Linked DNA regions of Mus musculus: region 2 is linked to region 1. Evidence: chromatin contacts called from public Hi-C data. All regions are on one chromosome and are shown on one strand. Each heading gives the region's core, a stretch centred on a gene start, on an enhancer-like site or on the middle of the called end of the contact. The rest is flanking DNA. Distances are from core to core; before and after follow the strand shown.

Region 1 (7,029 bases), core at 1,604-4,103:
AGCCCACGGGAAGGGCAGCTTCTTCCTATACCAAGAAAATAAAAACCCGACGACAGGGTTTCAGGGAGACAGAGGGGGAAGCCATGCAAAGGATAGACAGAATGGAATTGTGTCTGTTTTAGGAAATGGAGCACAGTTTTGCAGTCACTCTTGCTACAGTCTCAATCATAGACAACTTCCAGAGCTGACCAGATCCCGGAAGAGCTTGCTACTCGGAAGCAGAGGGCTCCAGATGTTTGGATTTTAGTAGGGGAGGTAAGATACTGGAACCCCGCATGAGGTCCTGATTGCTTCCCCTGGAAGGCATAGTGGCCTCTTCTAGGCACACAGAAGCTGCGTGCATCTCCTCTACATCACCAGCTGTAATGAATCAGTAAAATCTCTCCAAGCTCAGGCCTCTCCCCCAGACCACCTCATCTCCAGCGTGGACTACCCGGGAGCATCCCGCCTTTCAGAACAGGTCAGGCTGTCCCTGGGATTTACCACAATGACCAGAATGATCTGGCAAATATTTGTTTACTGTCAGGAACTTCCATGAGGTCAGGACCGGTACCACTGAGCACTGCATCTCAACTCCGACCTCCCTGATTCCTTTCACCGAATGGTGTCCTGCAGTGGAGCTCAGGTCTGTCCTTCCAGATGCTCAGACTAGAAGCCCTGAGGTCTAGGACCACTCTGGTCACTCATCCTGTGTGGGGCTCAAAATTCAAAGTCCAGTCTTGACTTGTTCTCCAAAGGTCCCTAGTCCATCCTCAGAACTCATGCTCAGATCCCCTAAAAGGATACAGCCAATCCTTCTGTGGCCTCAGATGCCAGACACTTCCCACCTACTCCATGGCCAGGGCTGCAGTAGAATTCTAGTAACTCGTCAGGAGTGGTAACGCACGCCTTTAATCCCAGCACTTGGGAGGCAGAGGCAGGCGGATTTCTGAGCTCAAGGCCAGCCTGGTCTACAAAGTGAGCTCCAGGACAGCCAGGGCTATACAGAGAAACCCTGCCTCGAAAAACCAAAAAAAAAAAAAAAAAAAGAATTCTAGTAAATCGCTGTATCTAGGGTAAACTTTAGAATGAAATGGTTGTCTTTCAGTGTACCAAGAATAGACATCAAAATGAATTGTTCTCTAGAAGTACTTTGACCTTGAAGACGTCATCGCAGAAGACGTAGATCATTTTCTATTGTCTATGAAGTTGTTTTCTGAAGGAGCTTTAGGGCCTTGGCATGACTTGGTACAAGACAGTCCTGATACATATGCGATGTCTTGCATTATTGAGTACAGCAAACAGTCCACAAGAGGGACCAAAGTTTCAGGGGTGTGATGTTTCCTTTGATGAGGAGTTTTGGTTTGAGAAACTTTTTAACCCCCCCCCCCAAAAAAAACAACTTTTGTGAAGAAAAAAAAAGACTACCTCCACCTAAATCTTCACATATTATTTAACTATGCAACCTAATTCTTATTTTATTTTAAAAGTTTTTCTGCTGCCCAGAAGTACCTGTCCTAAAGGAGACACAACCTAAAGTAAACGCTAAATAAAAAGAAAGAGCCTGACGTTCAGTTCATTGAGGCTGGACCTCCTTGCTGCCTTGGAGCCCGATTACATTCTAAGGTGACCCTCATTGTTTGATTATCCTGCACAACTCAGAACACTGGCACAGCCTGCTTGTCTGGGTCACTGGTCTCTGCCTTGGCCTCCCCTCCTTCACGACAATTTGCATATAACAACCTGCAGATCCAGCCCAGTTACCTTTTTGACAGGTCCGTGAATGATGCTTGGGAGGCCCCGTGGCTCCTTTCCAGAATGCTCTCAAGTATCCCAGGAACACTCCTTTCCTCTGGCCCAAAGAGTTCTTTCTGATCACTGAACCCAGCAAGCAGCCCTCAAGACTCCCCTAACTCTCCTGGCTGAGCACTGCCCCTTGAACTATCCTCCTCAGCCTTTGTTTCTCCCCTTCCTCTCGCCCGGATTAGGTTCACACCAGTCTCTCCTCACTTCTCCTCACGCCCTGCCCAGCAAGCCCTAGAATCATCAGGCTCAGAGGTGCCTCCAGGCTTGACCTCCTAACGACCCACTTAGGATCCTTGCAGGGCACCTTTCAAGTGCTCCCCAAATCTGTCCCTTCTGCCTGGCTTATCTGTCTCCTGAGAGTGCCCACCACCTTCTACCCCCGCATTTATGCAGAATGGCGTGTAAATACACTCTCTGTTCTCAGTCATCTAATCCTGTGAGGGGGTTGCTATTGTAAGGAGTAGCTTACAGACACACGCAGAAACAGAAAAGGGGGATACCACATCAGTAGTAGCCCTGAGATCATGGAGGGAACCTGGTTGATAGATATATCAGTAGTCTTTAGCTGACGGAGCGAACAGGGCTTATGCTAATTAAGTAAGTATCTGGGATGATGGGGGAAAGAATTGTGTACAGACTGGCGGCAAACCCCCGAGGTAATAACAGGCGTGGTGGTGCACGCCTTTAATCCCAACACTCAAGAGGAAGTGGCAGTTGAATTTCTGCAAGTTCCAGGCTAGCCTGATCTACAAAACAAATTTCAGGGGTGCCTCCGGGTGGCCAACTCTCCTAAAGGGCAGAAGAGGCGTCACCAGAACATATTTAACAGGGGCAAGAGAAGGCAGATGATCTGTTACCACCAAATGAACAAAGCGGCCTGGCAAGAGACCAGACTAGGAGATCCTGGCCAGAACGCGAGTTGACAATCATAAAAGCGAGTGCCAAATCTCTAGAAAGACCTTCAGCTCTCCCGTGGCACCATGGCCCCAAGCCCGTAGGAACCGGAGGAAGAGGAACACTAACCTGAGTGGAACGAGCTGAGTACTCTGCCTGCCACGCGGAAGCCTGGAGCGGAAAAATGCCCTGGGACTACAATTCCCATAAGGCCTTGAACTGCTTTGCCTACGACTTCCAGAATGCAACAGCTCCAGACGCGGGCCTGTAACTCTACAGCAGCTTGGACTCCAATTCCCAGAAACACTTGAGAGTACAGCTTTCCTTCTGCCAAATGCCTCCCCACGGGCCGACTCTGTAGGGCGCACACCAGGGCCTGGGAACCGAGCCCAGAATCCTGATGTTGTCCGGCAACGCGAGGTCACCAGAAGGGAAGTTGAAATCAGAAGTGGTTGAAATCAGAATGGCTGCAGTATAATTTCCTAGTTTTGTGGACTATCATATACTTCTGCTACTTGCTTGCTTCTCAGTCTCTGTTACTGTTTCCCCCTCCCTCTTCTCTGTGTCTCTCTCCCTTGCTCTCTCTTTCTTTGATTCTCTCCCCAGGATCTTACCATGTAGCCTAGGCTGTCCTGGAGGAACTAGCCATATAGACCAGGCTGGCCTTGAACTCAGAGACCCACCTGCATCTGCCTCCAGAGTGCTAAGATAAAAGGTGTATGCAATCTTGCCCCTTTCTGTCTTCCTTCCTTCCTTCCTTCCTTCCTTCCTTCCTTCCTTCCTTCCTTCCTTCCTTCCTTTCTCACAAAGGTGGAAGGAGTCCAGATGACACACAGCTATGTAAGCTATTGTAATACACATCAGTAAATTGTCGTCTTGTACTGTTTAAGGTCACCGGGAACCTGGCGTCCCAGCCCGACTTTAGACCCAAGCATTTTGTCTTAAAGCGTTCTCCAAGACCGCTTCCTCAGTCACCAGCCGGCTTCCTGGTCCTGTGAGAAAGTGAAAGAGAACAGCCAAATAAAGTGGAAACGCTACTTCCTTAAGAACAGGAGAGTAAGTTCTTAGAAGAAAAATAGTGTATCCTTGAACACAGATAGGATGGGACCCATTCCCAGAGACCTCTGCTACTTCTCATCCCATAGGACATCTGTGGTGGGAATGGTTAGTTGGGAGTCTGTCTTCCTGGGATCCTCTTCTTCAGCCTCCTGCAGACTGTGTGTGGTTCCCAGCTTCCCCAGTCTGTTTCTACTGGATGTTTGTTTCATGTCTGACCTGGTGCCCCATTATCTTTCTGCAGTTTGCTGTTTATGCACTTGAAATGAAAAGCATTCCTACTGTGGATCATTCTCCAGTTTCAGACAGCTTTCTACCGACGAACCACACTCCAGCCCCTCACTAGGGGATTCTAGGTAGGGACTCGATTATTGAGCCACTTACTACCCAGGAACTTACTGGGAAATTCTAGGCAGGGGTTTTAACACTGTGCCACACCCTAGCCTCTCATTAGGGGATTCTAAGTGGATGCTCTATTACTAAGCTAGGTATATTCCCAGCACCTCATTGGAGAAACTCTAGGCAGAGGTTTTAATAGTGAGCCATGCCCCAACTCCTCAGTATTGGTATTAGGTAAGCACTCTAATACTGAGCTATAGCCCCAGAATGCACCACTTCTATGCTTTTTAAATTTAAACAGGGTCTCGCCATGTGGCCAGTGCAGTCCTCAAACTTATAATCCTTTGCCTCGGTCCTCCAAGTAGCTGGAATTACGGCCCTGAGCTACCAGCCTGGGTTCAGCTCCGTGGTTCTCAACCTTCTTAATTTTGCAACTCTTTCACACAGTTCCTCATGTTGTGGTGACCCCAGTCATAAAATTATTTTTGTTGCAACCTCATAATTGTAATTTTGCTGCTCTTATGACTCATAATGTGTGTATCTGTGTTTTCCAATGGTCTTAAGCAACTCCTGTGACCCCAAAAGGGTCACAGCCTACAGCATGAGAACTGCTGACCTAGGCTATGGGAATAGTGCTTCAGCACCACAGATAGAGCGAGCTTAGATAGATAGAGCGAGCTTAGATAGAGCAAGCTTAGAGCGAGCCCACTTGTCTGGCCTGTCTACTCTGTCCTGTGGTCCTTATGTGCCAAGCCCCTCTTCATCAGCATCCCAGACAAATTGATTCCAGCTAAGTAAGGGAAGAAGGAGAAAGACTTCACCACACTGCAGAGAATCAAGGACCAACGCAGACATCTGGTTGGTCCCCTCCACAGCCCTAAAGAAATGTGTGACCAAGTCCTGGGCAGGCAGTTTTCTGGGGTCGGTGTTGTTGTGTAAAATGGAGAAACTTCCAGGTCTGGGGCTCAGGGGGGAGCACACTAAGAGGTCCAGAGGACTAGGGATTCCTAGGAGAGCTCATGAGTTGGCGAACTTAAGTCTCAGTTGTTCTGAGTTCTTGAGTGAGGAGAGAAAGAAAGGAGTCCAGGCCCCACCTTTCTGGTTGAGTTTATGGCTTCGTGTCCTAATTTGCTTCCCTGCTGCTGTGATAAAACACTGACCGGAACTAATTTGCATTTATTTTAGCTTAGAGAGCACAGTCCATCGTTAAGGGAAGCCATGGGAGGAGCTCAAGTCAGGAGCTTGAAGCAGAAACCTTGGAGGAACTCTACTTACTTACTTCCTGGCTCACATTTAACTGCTTTCATAATACTAGGAGGACCACCTTCCCAGGAGTGGTGCCATGGGAGGTCCACCTTCCCAGGAGTGGTGCCATGGGAGGTCCACCTTCCCAGGAGTGGTGCCATCTACAGTGTGCTGGGTCCTCCCATATCAGTCAGCAATCAATAAGATCTCACATAGGCCAATGGGATTGAGGCAATTTCTCAATTGAGGCAATTTCCTTCTTTTTACGTTGTCTTAGGGTTTCTGTCACCTTTCCCCAGTGACACATTTACTCCGACAAGACCACACCTCCCAGTAGTGCCAGTCCCTATGAGCCTATGAGGCCGTTTTCATTCACAGGGCCACAGAGGTCTTACCTTTCTGTATTAGTCACGGTCCCCGTGGGCTGCGGCTTTGCTCATCTTTTGCTAAGCATCAGAGCTTATTTGTGTCTTAAGAGATGTGAATCAACAAGGCCACACTGGCTTCACTGCACCCTCAGTTTTGTTCTGGGCTCTTTCAGGACGTGACACTTGAGAGGGCAACCTTTGCTGGGGCGGGATGGCTGACCTCAAGCACTCACCCACACAGGCCACTCTCCATAAGAGAGCCAAGAATTCCTCAGGTTTCTAGAAGCCCCATAAATCTATGAGTTGAGGATTGAGGTTGAGCTATTGGGGCCTCAGAGCCTTTTAAAAGGCACACATTTTAAAAACCCAGGCATGGTAGCATGCACTTGTAATTCCAGACTCACCGGTAGGGGGTGGGAAGAGACAGACAGACAGAGGACTCCCCCGCCCCTGATTTACTGGTTAGCCAGTTAACTTACTGTTAAAGCTTATGTCTACCCGAGAAGCCCCAGATTAGTGAGGTTGTCCTCTGACCTCCACATGCATGCAAACATGAGGTGACTCTTCCTACATGAATGTACCCTTCACACACATACATGATCATAGGCTCAATTCATATTTTAGGTTGGGGTCTGGGAACCACCACGCAAACCACTCAGACAATGATCTCGGTCAAACGGGGATACTTTATTAGATGGCACACCCCAAGACTGATCAATCAGGGCCATAGATCAGACTTGGGAGGTGGCTGTGACATTGAGTTAGGATCCTATAGGGTTTTTAAGCCTAAAATCCACAAACATTTGTGCCAAGTTAATTCACAAGTCAGGATGTAGGGGACTTCCTCAGGAACATGTCTTGCTTATACACGTAATGCTGCTCCCATTCGTAGGGGTATTCAACTGTGGTGAGGATTTGCCTTGCCTAACATTCATGTTCTAACTTGCCTACTAGCATGTCAGTTACCCGTGCAATATGTCTCTTTCTGCCAAATACAATGTCAGTTCCCAAGGAGGTCTTGGGAACTTAAACTTTACTCCACTCAAAATGGAAGTCTTACTCCAAATAGCTTTTTATATTGGTGCAGGTGTCTCTCTTATGTTGGGGTCCATTCCGAGGGTGGCTTATAAAAAGGGAAAAATCATAAAAGCTCAGACACAGGTGCAGGAAGTGCTGCCTGGCCATTGGTTCTGGTCCAGACTTCTTGGGGCTAACTATACAAAGCAGTTCTAGATGACTTTTATTATGATGGGAAAACACCAAAGCATAGACTATAACAAGATATGTAATTGAAAGACTCCGAAAGGAGCCCCTCGCTCAGGCCTCAGGACAATATCGGACA
Region 2 (7,029 bases), core at 2,946-5,445, 320 kb after region 1:
GAATTCCATGCTGAGGATCAGGGAGCTGTTGGCCCACTGTCCTGCGGAGCTGGACTTAACCGTGAAGGAGCCATTGCTGCTGTTCCCCTCCAGCACCCCCTCCCCCAGCCGCCAGCGCAGGGAGGGGGCAGGCCAGGCTCTGGAGGAGCAGCTGCAGTGCAGACCTTGACCCTCGAAGGAGCAGGAGGGTCCCAGCAGCTGTAGAAGGCCTGGGGAGTGAAACACAAGGAGAGGGATCAGTGGGGATTTCCCAGGCTGTGATCACCATGCCCCCACCCCCACCCCACCCCCATCATTTTCCAACTCACTCCTTATGCTGAGGCTCACAGAGGCTGTCTGAGCACCCTGACTGTTCTGAGCTTGGCAGATGTATTTTCCCTGGTCCTCCAACTCCGCCCGTGGCAGTTGCAGTTCCGCGGGGGTAGAGAGCTGGAAGGGCTTTTGGGTCGGGCGCTCCCAACTCAGCACGGCAGGGGGATTGCTGTCAGCCATACAGACCAGGCTCAGGGACTCACCCTCTTGGATCTGCAGAGATGCTCCACTCTGCAGGACTTTAGTTCCTGAGGAGGCAGACAGAAGACTGAGCTTGGTTGCAGAGGGCATTCTGCCTTTCTCCTCCTTTTTTCTTCTCTCTCTCTCTCTCTCTCTCTCTCTCTCTCTCTCTCTCTCTCTCTCTCTCTCTCTTTCTGCTGGCTGATGGCCTCACACCATAAAGAGTGAAGACAGACAATAGCTCTTAGCAGTGTGAAGCTTATCAGAACCTACCTGGGTCCCACTCTTCCCTCCTGGGCATCTGTCAAGTCAGATGCCCTACTTGCCCTGGTCTCTCAAGAACATCTCACTAAGGCCTGACTCATTCAGCTGCATCCCAGGAGCTCACAGACCTGGGGACAGGTGCCCAAAGCAGGTACCGGCACAGTGATGGGTTTCATGGTGGAGCTATCCTAAAAGCCCAGGGAGATTCCAGGAGGAGGAGGAGGAGGAGGAGGAGGAGGAGGAGGAGGAGTGCTGATAGGGACATGAAGAACAGTGAAGCTGACCAGAGGCAATGCTACAGTGTTCTGTCCACAGTGAGGCAACATCACCCAACGATAGGCAAAGGATCCTGAAACGTCCCTCCACCTGGCAAACAGCTGCCTCCTTAACAGAAATCTCTCTTTAGATGACTTTGGAAATTGTCACAGACCAATAAATACAATTTATTGTTAATATCTTTTCTTTCTTTTTTTTTTGTGAGAGAGGGTCTTGAATATTTCAGGCAGCTTCAGACTCACTATGTAGGTGAGGGTGACTTTGAAGGTGACTTCTAAACCTCTCAAGTTCTCTCTCAAAATCTCTCAGTGTTGGGATTTCAGGCGTGTGATTGCCGTGCTTGGTTTATACAATGCTGGCGATTCAGCCCTGGATTTCTTGCATGCTAGGATAATACTCTATGAACTGAGCCACATTCACAGACTATAAACAGCATAAACACCATAAGAGAGACTCAGTTTCTTGAGCGGATGATAATGTGAATGAAAAATACAGCGACTTCACACATGACATCAGGAGGGTGGGTCTATTTGTTAAGAAAAGATATTGTTCCCGGAAATGTGAATAAGACAAAGTCCATGCTGTGCAGTTTGGCAGTTATGTATGGGAAATACAAATGATCCTCTGTTCTGGGATTTCCTTCCTTAGGAAAAAAAAAATTTGTAGACATGTTCACAAATGTAGAAAGTTTTCATGTAAGTCATTTATTGAATAAAAGGCAAGGACTGCCAGTGTTCTGTCAAGAGATGAGTGGGTAAATGCATTACCATAGCACTAGAAAACCATGGTGTCAGTCATATGTGTGAAGGAGGAAATCTCCAAGAAAACTAAGTTTAAGGAGGGAAAAATTAATTCAGTCCCTTGCCATTGACCGACACATGTATTGTGGCGGTGTGAGTTTGATTGTGGAGGAACTACAAGCATAAGTAAGAATTAGGTTTATAGGAAGGCACAAGAGCTGAGACTCTAGACAACCTCAAACACCTAGGGCAGGCTTTATTTAATCCCAGAGGGTTTCTTTGGGCTACACAGTGATCAGGGAACGGGACTCAGTGATCAGGGAACGGACTCAGAAACACAATGACCAGAGTTCAGTAGGGTGCAGGTTATATACTTCAAGCTGGGGGTTTTGTGGCTAAGGACAGGAAAGAGGAGCCGAATAAGGAAGTTAGCTGCTTTCCTTAGCCAAGCTGTTTTGAAACTGGGGAGGTCCTTGTCTCTTTTTGCACCCACTGGGTGTCTGGGGTTGAGATCAGTTGCTTTGCTTCCGTAATCTCCAGAGAGCTGGCTTCCTGTAACTTTGAGTTCAGTTTGGGGCCTGGCTTTTGAGGGGAGTTAATTTCTTTAGGAACCTCTTTTTAAAAAGTGTCTAGGGTTTAGCTCAGTGGTATAATTCCATCCTGTATAAATAAGTAAAAATTAAAGAATGAACTAAAAATGATAAAATTGCAAAGTGGTGTGTGAAGAAGATGTGTGTGTGTGTATGTGTGTGTGTGTGTGTGTGTGTGTGTGTGTGTGTGTGTGTGTATGTGTATGTGTGTGCATGTATATGGGTGTTTAAATGTGCATGCAAGGATATCTGTGTATGGTCAACCAAGACAGGAGTCATTAGATATCAAGAACTATTATTATTAAATTTTTATATCGGCAGAATTATATTTCACTACAATCCATATATTGGAACCCTGATAACTGATATAATGGGGAGACTGCAGTATATGAGTAAGGGGTGGGGGAATCCTGAGCTTCCTCCTGCCTGAGGTCCAGAATACCTGCTCATCTCCTGCAGAGGCAGTCCCTGTACCCATCCCAGGGAGGAGAAATTTGACTCTACCTGTGTCATCTCCCCAGGACACCCTGATGGTCATCTTCTGTGGAGCATCTGCATAGACACATATGGTTGTTTGCTTTCAGAGGAAAGATGGCTGCAGGTATTCCACCCCATTGGTCTTTTCTCCTCCCACAGTCTTAGCATTCAGGAACCATCACCCAGTTCTAACCCCTCCATCCCACACCCCTAATCTCCCCTCCCCAGAGACCCAGGTCTGGACACTCACAGATGACACTGAGCTGTTGAGTCCTCTCCACAGTAACACCAGTGCCAGGTAAGTTCACCTGGCAGGTGAGGTTGGTGCCATTGTCCTGAGGCCTGGGTGTGAGGTTCAGCTCTGAGGAGAGGGTGGTCCTGTGGCCCAGGGAAGTGAGGGCAGATGACATCCAGGAAAAGATGGGGGGTGTCCCCTGCTCACAGGCCCAGGGCACAGAACAGAGCAGTTTGGTAGAATTGCCAGACACCAGGGTAGATGTGACTTGGATGTTAGGGACCTCAGTCAGAGCTGGACAGAGAGAAATAGAGACACAAGATGTGCTGGGGATCACTATGTATGACCCTATTTCAAGCCAGGCTTCTCTCCCAACCAACCTCATTATGCGGTCTCCAGGGCACCCAAAGGCTTTTAGAACAAGGACCTCCACATATCCCCTCTTCACTTACCTATCACAAGCACAGAGAGCATTGACTTCTGAAAACTGTATTTCACAGAACCATCCAATCTGAAGAAGTACGTCCCTGTGTCGATTTTCTGTGCATCTCTGATGTCCAGGGAGCAATTATGACTATTTTCCTTCCCCATGAGATAGAATCGACCTTGAGCTTCCTTCAGTACTGATCGCTGTGGGTCATTTGTAGCCACTGGAGAGCCGCTGAATATATTGGCCCCCTCCCGGAACCAGTAGCCAAAGACAGGACCTTTGGAATTGGGGTACTGGACTTGGCAGGCTACAAAGACGCACAGGCCCTCCTGCACTGTCACTGAACCAGTCACTGAGAGCGAATAACCGTCCGTAGCCAGGCACCCTGCAAAGAAATGAGGGTTATCTTGGTCCTGTCCCACTAGCCCGGTCCCTGTTCCCACTCACCTGCCCACAGCAGGGGCAGCAGCCATGCCCACCGCATCACACAGTGAAAGGCTCTAGGTTCCTGTGGGTGGCCAGAGAAAGAAAACTTGATCAGTTTGAAGTGGATCCCTGGGGTGAGGGTCACAGGCTTCAATGTCACAGGACTGAGAAGTCGTCCTACTAACCTAGTCCAGGAATGAAGAGAGACAGAGTGACTGACCACAGAGAGGGAACTTTCCACCCACAGGTTATCAGCACTATCAAGGCCCTGGAAAGTAAACACTTCCACTTTTCATGTGTATCATCATGGGAGGCAAAGTCGATGAGGAAGACCCACCCTCCACTCCTGAACTGTAGCATTTGTTTCTCATTTGTTTGTATTAAGAAAGAGGTTAATGCACAGAGGGAACACAGACTGGACCTAGGTCCCCTACCCCATATGTAGCAGATCTGCAGCTTGATCTTCATGTGGGTTCCCCAACAACTGGAACCCTCCCTGAGTCTGTTGCCTGCGTGTGGATCCATTTTCATAACTGGGCCTCCTAGTCTGGCCTCAGTGGAAGAGGATGCACCCAGTCCTGCAGTGACTTGATGCACTGTGTGTGTGTGAGGTGCTGGGGGGCGGAGGATAGTGGTGGTAGGGGTGTGGTATGATACCCAGAGGTCTCTCCTTTCTCAGAGGAGAAGGGAGGATGGGGGAAGAGTCTGTGTGAGTGGGTACAGTGGGTACTGGGAGGAGAGCGGGGCTGATATTGGGATGTAAAATGAATGAATAAATAATTTTTTTAAAAAAGGAAAAGGTTGATGATCAGGGACATGGCTCAGCAGGTAAAGACATTGGCCAGCCACTCACATTGTGGAAAGAATGAACTAACTCTCAAAAGTTGCCCTTTGACCCCCTACTACTGCTTGGTGGCACACTCAAACCGTGGTGGGCAGAGAGAGAGGGGGGGGGGGAATTCAAAATTCAATAGTTGTTTAATGTATAAAGAAGAGGAGGAGACTGGAACTCTAATTGCCTAAATAACTTTTCTGTTGCTGTTATAGAATATCCAGATAAAAGCAACTTAAAAACAAAAATAGTTTCTGTTGGCTCAGAGTTGGAGGTTGCAATCCATTGTGATGGTGAAGGCATGGCTACAGGAGTGTACAGTGGTTGGCCATACTTCACCTTCAGTCAGGAAGCAGAGTGAGAAGTGACGGACTATTCTCAGGTCACTGTATAGTCTAGGATCCTAACCTATGAAACCAGAAGTGGGTGGGTTTCCTCACTTCAGTTAATCTAATCATGATAATCACCCAAGGCATGCTGAGGGCCCATGTCCCAGGCGAGTCTGGACCTCAAGTTTCCAATAGAGGTTAACCACCAGAGACACAGACTTACACAGGGCATCCACAGGAAGACATGGGGCGAAGACTCCCTGTCTTAGTCAGGGTTTCTATTCCCGCACAAACATCATGCCCAAGAAGCAAGTTGGGAAGGAAAGAGTTTATTTGGCATACACTTCCATACTGCTGTTCATCACCAAGGAAGTCAGGGCTGGAACTCAAGCAGGTCAGAAAGCAGGAGCTGATGAGTAGGCCATGGAGGGATGTTCCTTACTGGCTTGCTTCCCCTGGCTTGCTCAGCCTGCTCTCTTATAGAATCAAGACTACCAGCCCAGAAATGGCACCACCCACAAGGGGCCCTTCCCCCTTGACCACTAATTGAGGAAATGCCTTACAGTTGGATCTCATGGAGGCATTTCCTCAACTGAAGCTCCTTTCTCTGTGATAACTCCAGCTGCGTCAAGTTGACACAAAACTAGCCAGTACACTCCCTCTGCAGGCCAAAGAAAGAGGTGTCAGAGGACTCTCTGTTGTAAAGAGGTTGACCTAGAGCTTCCAGACTCAGTACTGAGGAAAAATAAACACGTTGAAGCTGCTGTGTGTGTGTGTGTGTGTGTGTGTGTGTTCGCGCACACACGTGTGTTTGTTTGTGTGCATGTGCATACATGTGTTTGCATGTGTGTGTGTATGTATGTATTGGGGTTCTCTAAAGGAACAGGACTGTTTGAATCTGATACTATGTGGGTAGTCTAAATAATGGTTGCCTCACATTAGAGACCAAGCTTGCTAGTTCACAGGCTGATGTCTCAGCAGCCTCAGTCTGGTGTTGAATGTCTGGTCTTCGGTCTCTGCTTGAAGCTTAAAGAAACTGGTTCGAAGGTCAGGGAAAGATGAAGCAGTAGCATGATGCTGTTGGGAGGGCTCCTGTTCCACGCAGGAGATGGGTGAGCCCATGACCTCACATCACTGCCTTGTACAGTGAGGGTCTCAGATAGGTTTTGAAGACTCTTCTCCTGGTAAAGGGTGTGTGTGACAGGGATGCAGATGCCCCTCTTCTATCTTGTCCCTTAATCTCAAATCCCAAAACAGCTGGCCTTTTCAACACATCCTTCAGCCTGTTTTATTCTGCCTCTTGCATTCTTTCTGAGGCATTCTTACTTAAAGAAAGGAGGAGGTGGTGAGTCAATGCCATCTTCTCTAGACCAGAAGTCTGCCAGTTACCCCACTATGTCCTGACTAGTAGCTGGAGAAATGTACCCAAGATCCCTCTAAAACAAACAGATCCCTGGTCCTTTCTCACCAAGCAAGGATGGACTGTGGGCATCAGTGGTTTCAAAATAACAACCGGCCGTTGTATTTATCATCTTAGCCACTGCCATGAAGGCTTTGAATGCTGGCACGATCATGATCCCATCATAACTTGATGCTACTTGAGAATTTGAAGCCATTTCTGCTCAATCTGATTTTTATTACTTTAATATATTTTTCAAATGGTTTCTGTTGTCTACAACCTATACTCAGATATTTGCTTTTAAGGAAAAAATATTTTTATTTAAGTCTGTATGTGGGTGGGCATGCGTTTATGTGTACCATACGTGTCTGGTACTTGTAGAGGCCAGTAAAGGACACCAGATTTCCCAGAACTGGAGTTATAGGCAGTTGTAAGTCACTTGGTCTTGGTACTGGGAACTGAACTCAGGACCTGTTCAAGAGTAGCAAGTGCTCTTAATCTCTGAACCATCTTTCTCCAATGCTCAGCCATCCCACAAG

The links. A called contact is a pair of places that touch in the nucleus more often than the background predicts.
Region 2: a Hi-C map of peritoneal macrophages shows a contact between it and region 1, with 10 times the contacts expected there. The contact joins the promoter of Siglecf here to the promoter of Ctu1 in region 1. A contact is called at or near these places in 1 of 39 promoter capture datasets (pre-B cells), 3 of 484 Hi-C or Micro-C datasets (granulocyte-monocyte progenitors, large pre-B cells and peritoneal macrophages) and 2 of 9 other capture datasets (liver and macrophages).

What each region holds. Positions count from the first base shown.
Region 1 is chr7:43,667,855-43,674,883 of GRCm38.p6, reverse strand. Ctu1 (cytosolic thiouridylase subunit 1) reads right to left here and starts at 2,853. Exons shown (of 3, transcript NM_145582.1): 1 at 2,809-2,853. It also overlaps a transcript of Siglece not described here.
Region 2 is chr7:43,348,507-43,355,535 of GRCm38.p6, reverse strand. Siglecf (sialic acid binding Ig-like lectin F) reads right to left here and starts at 4,195. Exons shown (of 10, transcript NM_145581.2): 1 at 4,116-4,195; 2 at 3,952-4,012; 3 at 3,527-3,889; 4 at 3,090-3,368; 5 at 2,867-2,914; 6 at 309-560; 7 at 1-209. The coding sequence starts at 3,988.